Linked DNA regions of Cricetulus griseus: region 1 is linked to region 2. A link is a contact called in public Micro-C data. All regions are on one chromosome and are shown on one strand. The core of a region is the stretch at or near the end of the contact, and the rest is flanking DNA. Distances in the headings are between cores, read along the strand shown.

The links. A called contact is a pair of places that touch in the nucleus more often than the background predicts.
Region 1: a contact with region 2 is called in a Micro-C map of the CHO-K1 cell line, with 2.5 times the contacts expected there. The contact joins the enhancer-like site here to the promoter of Pnrc2 in region 2. A contact is called at or near these places in 3 of 8 Hi-C or Micro-C datasets (the CHK-Q cell line and the CHO-K1 cell line).

The regions. Positions count from the first base shown.
Region 1 is chr2:17,462,869-17,468,411 of CriGri-PICRH-1.0, reverse strand. No RefSeq gene overlaps it. Among named protein-coding and RNA genes, the nearest start is that of Srsf10, 22 kb to the right of the region's middle. Within about 2 kb of position 4,026, at least 4 of the 6 cell types and tissues checked have open chromatin away from gene starts, as enhancers often do. A contact at or near this core is called in the CHO-K1 cell line, where this site is marked.
Region 2 is chr2:17,423,741-17,429,277 of CriGri-PICRH-1.0, reverse strand. It overlaps Pnrc2 (proline-rich nuclear receptor coactivator 2), which reads right to left and starts at 3,482. Exons shown (of 2, transcript XM_035439512.1): 1 at 3,344-3,482; 2 at 1,055-2,599. The coding sequence starts at 2,581. The coding sequence ends at 2,162.

The sequences.
Region 1 (5,543 bases), core at 2,777-5,276, 39 kb before region 2:
ATCCTGGCAGAGACAGAGGGGGCAGGACCATGAGGCAGCCACAGTCAGGAAGCAGAAAGCCACAAACCACTGATGACCAGTGTACTTTCTCTTTTTTGTTTTTTTCCTCTGTTTCATTTTGTTTTTGTTTTGAAACAAGGTTTCTCTGTGTAACAGAGCCGTGGCTGTCCCGGAACTCACTCTATAGATGAGGCTGGCCTGGAACTCACAGAGATCTGCTTGCCATTGCCTCCCAAGTGCTGGGATTAAAGGCGTGTGCCACCAACGCCCGGCCTCACTTTCTCCTTTTTATTCGGAGTCAGACCCCAGACCACGGAGTAGCACTGCCCACATTCAGGCTAGGTCCTCCACCTCGATTAACCCAACCTAGACACTCCCACACAGGCACACCCAGAGAGGGTTCCAGAGCCCATCATCAAGTTGACAATCAAGATCAACCATCATACCTACTAGTATACTCAGAGTGGTGAACAGGGAGTCGAACACATACTCACATACCAACATACAGAGCTGCGTTATTCACAACAGCCAGAAGGTGGAAGCAGTTCCACTGTGTATCAACAAATGAATGGATAGCTCATGTGAAATACGTACATACATACATACATACTTGAGTATTAATTGGTCTTTAAAAGGGATGAAATTCTAACACATTCTATGACAGGGGAAAACCTTAAAAGCCAGACAAAAAGGAAAGATACAGTATGATTCTACTTTAAGCGAGTGACCTAGAATAGGCAAATTCAAACAGAAAGTAGGACTGAGGTTGCCAGAGCCTCTGGGGAGGAGGGACTGGGGAAGTTATTGCGTGGGTATAGAGTTTCTGCTTGGGGTGATGAATATTCCCCAGAAATAGACAGCGGTGTGATTGCAAAACACTTCAAAACAATTAAATCAGGTAAACTTCATGTTTCGTATGTTTCTCCACAATTAAAAACAAATCAATGGGGCCGGGCATTGGTGGCGCACACCTTTAATCCCAGCACTCGGGAGGCAGAGGCAGGCGATCTCTGTGAGTTCGAGGCCACCCTGGTCTCTAGAGCTAGTGCCAGGATAAGCTCCAAAGCTACCCAGAGAAACTCTGTCTTGAAAAACCAAAAAAATAAAAATAATAAAAACAAATCCATGGAAATGACAATTTTGAACTCTAGTGGCTCTCAGGTCTATGACACACTGTGAGGGGGTCGGGCGACAGATCCTGACTGAGGCAGGAGGCATCTGGCCAGGTTGTCTGGACTGGGCATGGAGGAGGTGATGTTCTGACCTGAGACTTGAAATGTGAGAGAGGGTCAGCATTGAAGAGAATGTCCCAGGGGAGGGGGGACAGCCAAAGGAAGCCTGAGGGTGTCCAGGGGCACCAGCCAGGAAAGGGACTCTGAGCTCCAGAGGTCATACTGCATGGCCAGCCACTATAAAGTTCCAAACAATGATGCCCTGGAGACCGGATTGCAGCGAGGCCAGAACAGGAGCTAGGAGACAGTGAAGAAACACTGCCGGGCCAGAGTGGCTTAACACTGAAGAGTACTTGGCGCTTTTCGAATCCTAGCATCCACCTTAGGAGACCCACAAAATGGTTGTAACTCCAGCTGCAGAGGCTCTGATGCCCACACCTGGCTTCCGTGGGTGCAGGTACAGGAACACACAAACACACAAGTATGTTACATTTGTTTCTTCTGCTTTTGTTAACAATAGAAAGATGACATTGGTTTGAATAAATAAAATCAACCTGGGGTAAGGTGGTTGAGTCAGCAACTACCTGACAGGAAGTGGTCGGGAGGAACCATGTGTAACCAGGGTGCTTTAGTGGGGGCTGAGCAGAAGGACACACCCTTTTAGGGAGATGTGAGCAAGGAGAGAAGAAGATTAGCTACTTGTTAGTCAGCCTCTCTGAGCTAGCAGGATTTCACCTCAGCCTTTGAATCCTAAATTCTATAGAACGATAGCAATTTAGATAAAGTTTCCTTCCTTTAGTAGCATAATACAGCCAGTGCCTGAGGGAACAGAATTCCCACCTGGCTGCGGCAGGTGAGACCTAGCTGCTGCTGGTGGCTGCAGTTGCAATTGCCAGATGCAACCACAGTCGCTTAAGGTGAAGCTACTATACTGAATACAAAACAACACAAGCACCACTTTTTTTAAAGAGGGTTGGGAAAGTGTCCGAGAGATTAAGAGTACACACCGGACCTGAGTTCAGTCCCCAGCACCCACATCTGGTGGGTCACAAGTACCTGTAACTCCAGTTCCAGGGGATCCAATACCCTCTTCTGGACTCTTCAGGCAACTGCACTCACAGAGCACATTCTCACACATATATACACATAATTTAAAAAATAAAAACAAGAGACTACCACCAGCCAGACTTTCTTCACCTAGTCTTATCTTACTGTAGTTTCTCTAAATACACAGTTTTTTGTTGTTGTTGTTTTTGTTTTTTGTTTTTTGTTTTTTGTTTTTGAGACAGAGTCTCTACATTACCCTGACTATCCTGGAATTTGCTGGGTAGACCAGGCTGGCCTTGAACTCACAGAGAAGATCCAACTGCCTCTGCCTCCTAAGTACTTGAATTAAAGGCATGTGCCACCATGCCCGGCTTCCTAAACCGTGGGTCTTGACCCCCACAAGAGCATCTGTAACTGAAAGTGGGGTCCATGAATAATCTGGCAAACATAGAAGTTTTGATCCCACGACAACAAATAAATCAATTCAGAATCAAACGTGATGAACACAAGGTGTCTCCCGCAGCCTTCACACCCCATGTCGCACCATGAGACTCCACCGCAGCCTTGGTTCCGAAAATACAACACGGGCACTTGGAACTGCGCTTGCTGTCGCACCACACAGTACCCGTGAATGCTGCCTGAGACGTGTCAGCTGAGATTCAAGACTGTTGCAGAAACAAATTGTGGGACCTTTGCTGTACATACTAAGTTTTCCCCTCTTTGGGAAACATAATGGCTTGAATATATAAAATAGTGAGTTTTCATAGTTTCCTCCCATCATTGCCTCAGCATGTGTAACAATTTAGTAAATTTTTGTGCCTCCGCCGTCATGGATTCAGTTCTGGAACCCTGCTTGGAGAAGCTGGATCACGCGGGGATCAGCTACCTCCTCCACCCAGAACCTCAGCTTGCTTATTACCTACAGCATAGAGGGAGGGGTTGGCTAGCCTTAGTAGCTGGTCTCTGTAGGGTAGCAGTTTCATAACGTAAACCCTGGAGGAGGAAGCTGCAGTCTGCACGCACTGACCAATGGCCAACCCAGCAGAGCCTCGCCCAGGGAAGGCTTTGCCACTCCTGTGGGCCTGGGGTATTGGAGTCCCCGACATAGTTGTGCCCATGGCAACAATACACATTCAAGCTCACTCAGGACTTCACTCATTCACGGCTTCCTCTGCTTCCCGTGTCTTTGAATGGACGACATTGTGCAAGAATGTTTGATTTTCAAAATCGCCGTTGGTGCCAGGCACATGCCTTTAATCTCAGCATTTGGGAAGCAAAAGAAGGCAAATCTCTGGGTTCAAGGCCAGCCTGGTCTACAGAGCAAGTTCCAGGGCTACACAGAGGAGCCCTGTCTCTCTAGATAAATAGATAGATAGATAGATAGATAGATAGATAGATAGATAGATATGTTTTACCAAGCTCTTTAAAGCAAACTATGGAAGTTGCCACTAAAAGCAAGCTTTACACATATCACAGTAAAGCCACCATCGGTCCTAAGGTAGGGGGCCTGAGGAGTGCCTTCCCTCCAACATTAAAGATTGCAAATTCACGGAGAAAATAAACAGGTTTCCGGGCTCTGTTCACCGCACCAGAGTTCATCATCCTCCAGTCACCCTGCAAGTGAGAACTATTTCAAGCCTGAAGGCAACATCCTTGAAAACTTCTCTGGAGAATGTGCTGAGATCACCATGGCAACCTGTCCCGGGCCTTGCCTGGCAGGGCTCCAAGGCACACAAATAAAGCCACTGGAATGTGGTGCAGGGCTCAGGGTGAGGCGACTAGAAGAGCTGCCAATTTTCCATGAAAACCACCGGTGAGAGGCCTCAGCCTCAGGAAGGTGTCAGTAGAGAGAACTGGGTTTTCTCTGAGACGCAGATGCACACACGCATGCGCAGAATTGCACTCACCGGGCTTGCCTTTGGGGCAGGGCTGTTTGCAAATTACAGGCTCCGGTTTTGTGCAGCTCAGGGGTAGCTTGTCTAGCATTCACAAGTCCCTAGGTGCGATCCCCAGCACACACACACACACGCACACACACACGGTGCCTGCCAACACACGCACGCACACACACACACACACACACACACACACACACACACACACACACACGGTGCCTGCCTGTCAGCCATCCTTCCTCTAGGAAGCTTCAAGCTTCCACAAGGCCCACTTCCCCACCCTCAAGTCTTTGCTCCAAGGCTGTCTTTTCTTGAGACCTTCTCCTATCATCTTATGACGAATCGCACCCTCCCCTTTACCCCTCCACCGTATGCTGGTTAATGTTTTGTTACTTTTGACACAAGCTAGCAAGCATCATTTGGGGAGAGGAAACCTCAACTGAGAAAAATGCCTTTGTCAGATTGGCCTTTAGGCAAATCTGTGGGACGGTTTCTAACTGATGATTGATGTGTTAGGACCAAGCCCACTGTGGGCGGTGATTGTGTAAAAAGAGTAGCTCAGAAAGCCAGTAAGCAGCATTTATGGCCCATGTTTCAATTCCTGCCTCCAGGTTCCTGCCCTGACTTTCCTCAATGATCAACTGTGACCTTGCTCTGTAAGCCAAACAGACCGTTTACTCTCCAAGTTGCTTTGGGTCTTGTTTATCATAGCAAGAGAAAGCAAGCCAAGATGCTTCATCTGCTTCATTTTTCTCCCTACACCCAGCAGCCCCTGACAGCCTCTGTATATTCCTGCTTCTTGTGTGCTACCTGGCTGCCCTCCAAGCTGCAGTTTTCATCCATTTCATCCATACTGCATCTCTGCTACCTAGAACAGCATCGGACACATAGTAGGTCCACAGGGAGCATCACTGAGTGAATACCCGGGTTTCTCTGACCATCAGTTTTCTGACTAATTCTACCTACACGGTTAACATGAACACTGAAAGAAGCATTGTGAGTTAAGCTTGGCTTCCCAATATAGCCAGCCTATAGGGACAGCTGACCATAAGTAGACCCCCGGTTGTCATTCTTTAGTAACACTTTGCTCACATTCAAGAACAACTCCCACAAGAACTGAAGATGCTGACCAATAGAGCACTTGCCCAGTATATACAAGGCCCTGGGTTCCATCCCCACAAACAATGGCTTTTATGACATTCTACCTGATGCCTAGGTGCAGAATAAATAAATAAATAAATAAATAAATAAATAAAGTGAAATAAATCAGAGATTCAATACACAGAGAGATTTCCTGTCTCTTGATATTTGTTAAGACACTGAGAATTTTTTTTCCATTAACAGATGCAAAATCTTTCAAAGAATGAAGGAAAAACAAGGTCTGGTGGTATACACCTGTAATCCCAGAACAGGGAGGTGGCAGAGACCC
Region 2 (5,537 bases), core at 2,233-4,732:
TATATTCTTTGATGTAGTCACTGCCCTTGAAAACAAAATTTAGAGCCATTTGAAATCCTCGTATATGTATTTTGTGCTTAATAGATTTAAAGTAAGGTTGTCGTGGAGATCATACTACACTGCCACCAAAATAACATAAAGCTTATTCAGTATGTGGCTACCAGACTTCATGAGTGCTTTTTTTATTTGTTGGTGTTTCTGCCTGCTCAGTAATGGGCTTACGGGTATGCTTTATTAGCATCTAAAGGATGAGGGGCATTTATTAAATCAATTTATAAAATGGCTAAATGTTTCAGTCCCAAACTAGAAATCCAGTTATTCCTGCATTCTAATGTATACATCGAAAACAAATGTATAGGCAGGGGCACAAGAAACATTTTGACATTAGCTTTGTTCGCAGAATTATACTAGGACATCAAATGATAATCCAGCCTTTTCCTCCAAATACTTCCTGAAGTTTGTATGAGAAAGTATGGCCTTCCTGTGGGATTGATCGAGTAATTTAAAGTGCCCTCACTCGATTGAAGTTGTGCAATTGCTGATTGCTTTGAGACAAGGTCTCCATGTAGCCCTAGCTGTCCTGGACCCTCAGACTTGTAGGCCTACACACTCTTAAAAATTTTTGCTAGTTTAAATCCTGATAATTTTCTGTAAATAATCATGGAATGGGGAAATTTTCCATTAAGCTTTTTTTTTTTTTTCCCTTCGAGACAGGGTTTCTCTGTGCCTTTGGAGGCTGTCCTGGAACAGCCTGCCTCTGTCTCTGGAGTGCTGGGACTAAAGGCATGTGCCACCATTAAACTGTCTTAAACTCAACATTTTTAAGGTTGCACAGGATTGGTTTCATTTTTTTTACCATTAGCGATTCGGGAAAGTAAGTTTACTATATGGCTGGGTATGGCGGCATACACCTTTAATGGAAGCATGCTACAGAGACCCTGCCTCAAAAGAAGGTCCAGTTTAACAAGCAGTAAGTAAGCAAAGCAGTAACCTCACAGGCCAACAGTCATATCCCAAGATTAGGTAGCCGAAAATCATTAAAATGAAAACAATCTACTGGGGAGGAAAGAAGTTTTATTTCTGAATTTTGCGATTCAAAACCAGATCATAATTATTTTATGGACTTGTCCTTTTGTATACTCAATGTTTGATTTCGGCAGTATTTGTTTTGAACTTAATTGGCGATTTTGCTTATAAGCCCTGAAAAGCAACTTGCTATTTGTACTTTGCATAAAGAATCCTGGGTCACTTAATCATTCTAGGATTTGATAAAGTCAAAATGAATCTTTGGATTTAAAAAGATGTAGAGAATCTTAAAATCTCCTTAAAAACAGGAAATGTTCTTAGCAGCTTAAAGCCTTTTGATATAAAATTTAACACAATTGATATACTGGCACTTAAGCACAAGGGCAATTAAAAAAAAAACTGGAGACCTTTAAAATTAGGCCATAGTATTAAAAAAAAAAGTTCATGGTCTTACATTCAGCAAATTGACACTAAAAAGTCTTTTGTAGAATAAAGGCCAGAAAACTTTACATATGTTACAAGATTACATGTATTTACATGGCTCTTTTCTTCCCTAGGTATTTTAATTTTCACATACACAACTCCCTGCAAAGCAAGCTTTGTAGGAGTTAGGCCAGATCACCTCAGCAGGTTTGTAAGGATGCTATCAACGTGTCCTTTGAAAGCTAGTCAATATTTTGAAAGAGATTTGGTACATAAATGCCTATCCACTGACTGCATTTAAGAAATGACCACGGGGCTATCTACCTAATTCTAATAAGCTACAAGTGCCTTTACACATTTGCCACAAATATATGTAGCTACTTACAAAGATGCCTATAATGTTACGGTTTGGGTCCCTAGAATATGTAACTCAACTGTGTACCTTGTTTGCAGTCTTTGTATATCTTAACTAAACACTGTCTTTTGTTTGGTTTCTTGTTAGACAATAAAGCTGGTTACTGATCCCCAAATCTAAGCTTCAATTTAGTTAGCAAGACTACCAAGTAGAATTAGTTAAATTATCCTGACACTACACACACTACATAAATGTTTGAGTATACTTGTAAATTAGCAGTTTTATATAAAACTTCCCTAAAGTCAAACCAACTGATGGCTATGTGAACATCACAAAATTTAAAAGTACTTAAGATTTTTAAACCTGTACTTTAAGTAGGGTTTTAAGTTGAAATGTCATTGTTTCCTTATCTGAAGGGTTCAATGAAACAGGAACCCAGTGGCTTGGTGGCTTGGGAAGAACACTTGGTGATGGTGGTTCACTAAATTTGGCTCCGGCATAGTTCTGGTTAGCTTGAGGCTTAAAAAGCAAGCTTGGGCTTGATAGGCTAGCATTCCAACTTGGGTTGTTGGCGAGGCTCTTGTTCTTGCCCCCATTCTGCATGGCCTGCCGCGCAGCTGCCGCCGGATTGTACCCGTGTCCTCTTTCTTTTTTCTTAGGAACCATCTTCATCTGGGAATTCTGATCCTTGGTCTTCTGTCTATTGTGCTGTTGTTGGTTCTTACTAACATTTCTAGATTGGGGGGCTGGAATGTTATACCTCTCTCCACCACCCATCTTCAGCTTCTTTGTCACCTGAAAATAAATAAATGTAAACTAGTAAAATTCCACATATCCTTTCTGAAGTTTCCATAGCTCCGATTCTAGAAATGTTAGTAAAGAAAACAAGGCTAGCTGTTAGGAGACAGACTTGCCCCACCAGAGCATTCACCTCAAAAATATTGAAGCAAGTCCTGAATCAAACACCAAAAACAAAAAAAATTTATTTTTGTGAAAGCTAAATAAAATTAGCGAGATCTAGTCGTTCTGTGTACAGCCTAAGAAAATGGCCCACACACTTAAATTCACCACCGCCCCTTTCAGGCAGGGTGGCCTTATACCAGACTGGCCTCCAACTTGTTTTGTTTTCGAGACAGGGTTTCTCTGTGGCTTTGGAGGCTGTCCTGGAACTAGCTCTTGGAGACCAGGCTGGTCTCGAACTCACAGAGATCCACCTACCTCTGCCTCCCGAGTGCTGGGATTAAAGGCGTGTGCCACCACTTCTCGGCCTGAGGTTTTTTTGGTTTTTAAGACAGGGTTTCTCTGTGGCTTTGGAGCCTATCCTGGCACTCGCTCAGACCAGGCTCTCAGAAATCCACCTGCCTCTGCCTCTGCCTCTGCCTCCGGAGTGCTGGGATTAAAGGTGTGCGCCACCGACGCCCGGCCCGGCCTCCAACTTTAGTTTTCCCCAGCCTCTTGAGTGCTAGGATTGCAGGCAGGGATAAAGCATGGCTACAGTCCTTAATGGGTTAGAAGTGCATCTATCATTCAATAGGATACCTTTCAGTCTCCTTTTCAGATCGCAGGGTTTCCACTCTGTGTCCTCTTCCCTGCTGCCACGCCCAGGATAAGAGATGTTGCTTTCTGCTAGATCCTTTTCTTTGTCTCAATACATAAGTTTTCATGAGCCAATCTGCTGATTTCAGCCTGGGAGCTGAGGCCAACATCGAGTCTCCTCAGCACACAAGTTTGAGAGAAGTCCTAGCTAGAAAAGGAAAGATAATTCTTGAAAACAACCCAAGAAAGTGATCGCTTAAACTTTCTACAGAAGTAAATGGCTACTTCAAGGCCTCTAGATGTATCAAACCGTGACTTTCTTTGATCTCATAAACGTCCACTTAACTCTTGGTGATGTCTACATTTTAAAGTCAAACTTAGGAAGCATTCGCTCCTGTGACCACACCAAGGAACTAGGGACCATGTTAAGTCCGGATTTTCTGCTTCCAACCCCACACGTTTCCACACCAATGCTCTTCCCAACAATGTACATTGCGCTTTAGGTTACGACTCTACACTCCGGGTCCCGAAACATGGTGACATTTTTAAGCACGCACGCACGCACGCACGCAAGCCTCCCTAAAGTGAACAGTCAAACTAGCAAATACACCCTCACAAGACTGAGAAAGCCTCCAATATTTTTGTCCCAAGGTCCGCACTCCCAGCCCGGGGCTCGCCGCCGATGCCCCAGGGCTCAGCTAGGGGGCCGCGCTGCCGACCCTGCTTCCTCTTCAGCGGGGCCCAACAATGGGGCCCGCGGTGGCCAACATGGCCGCCCCCGCCACACTCACCGACTTCGAGTTCGGGCGGCAGCGGCGACTCCCTCTCGACCTCCAAACCTCCCTCCCTTTCCAGGGAGAAACGATGCACCGATCAAACCTGCCCACCAGCAACTCACAGACCACAGTTCCGTCTTCAACCCAGCTCCTTCTACCTTTACCGACAAAATGGAGGCCGCTGTGAGCGCGGAAGAGGGCCGGCGCCTCGGCGGCCAATGAGGACGCAGCTCCGCGCGTCGCGGCCAATGAGGCGCCGGCCGCCGCCTGTTGCTGGGGTCGGGGAGCGAGTGCGGGCAGGCTGTTGTGGTGGTTTGAAATCCTGCGGGAGGAGCATGTCGGGAGTAACTGCCCAGCCTCGGGAGCCGCGCTGCTGCGGGGCTCTCCGTGGGCCGCCGGCCTCCAGCTGCGCTCGCTGGTCACATAGCCACTTTTTATGGGTAGAAAATACTCAGCTGCCTCGGTGGCCAGGCCCCTGCCCAGCTGCCCTCAGTGGTTCGCCGCCCCGGGGCTGCAGTGGGTCGCCTCCCCACCCCGAGCCCCGCAGCCCTTCTGCACACGGCCGTCTTCACTCCTTCCGCGCCCCCCTCTCATCTAACTTGGGCTTTTCTGCTGGACCTGAACAGGCAACATCATCAGGGTCTGCTAAAAAGCAGCGCTGGCCGGTCCCTACTACATTTTTTTTTTTACCTTGTTTATTTTACTAAATAAAACGAGGGAGGAAAAAGATGCGGCTCAAGTATGACAGCAAGGCTCGGGGAAGAAAAAAGAGGGACACCTTTTGGTTTTTTGTTTTTGAAAAAGAAAAATACTATGTATCCCAAAATCAATGGTTTTAAAGGTGAACACTAAATTCTATAAATAATTCTGAGGGTAAGTGACCCAAATCTATCGGTTTGAGCTGGGTGTCGTGGCTCATTTTTGTAATCTCAGCTTCTCAATTTCCAGGTCAGTCCGGACTACACAGCAAAACTCTGTCTCAACGAAACAAAAACATTTCTTTGGCTCCAAATTGTGATGCAGTTGCCCCCAGAATTTTGCAACCCTGTACACATGTACCATGCGTGCTTACTCGGCACCCCACTCACACTAGATTTTTGCTTATTTCATTTCATCCTTAAAGCAATTTTAAGGGCAATGTGCTGTTTTGATCCCCATTGTACCAGGGAAGTATCTTGCAATTCAGAAAATCTCAGTGGTACTATGCTTCCAAGCATGATGCTGCAGTGACATTCCAGAGCAATTCATGTACGGTAGAGTGTTTATTTCCTCCCTGTGCCTAATAGGTGCTTGACCTAGAGAACACAGAGATTGTTGCTGACATTGCCAGGAGGTTGGGTAGCAGGAAGCCCATGTCTTGCCATCTGGCAGAACCCACTCTCTACAAGGTCAGAGTCAGACTGCCCTTGGGAGATCATGGT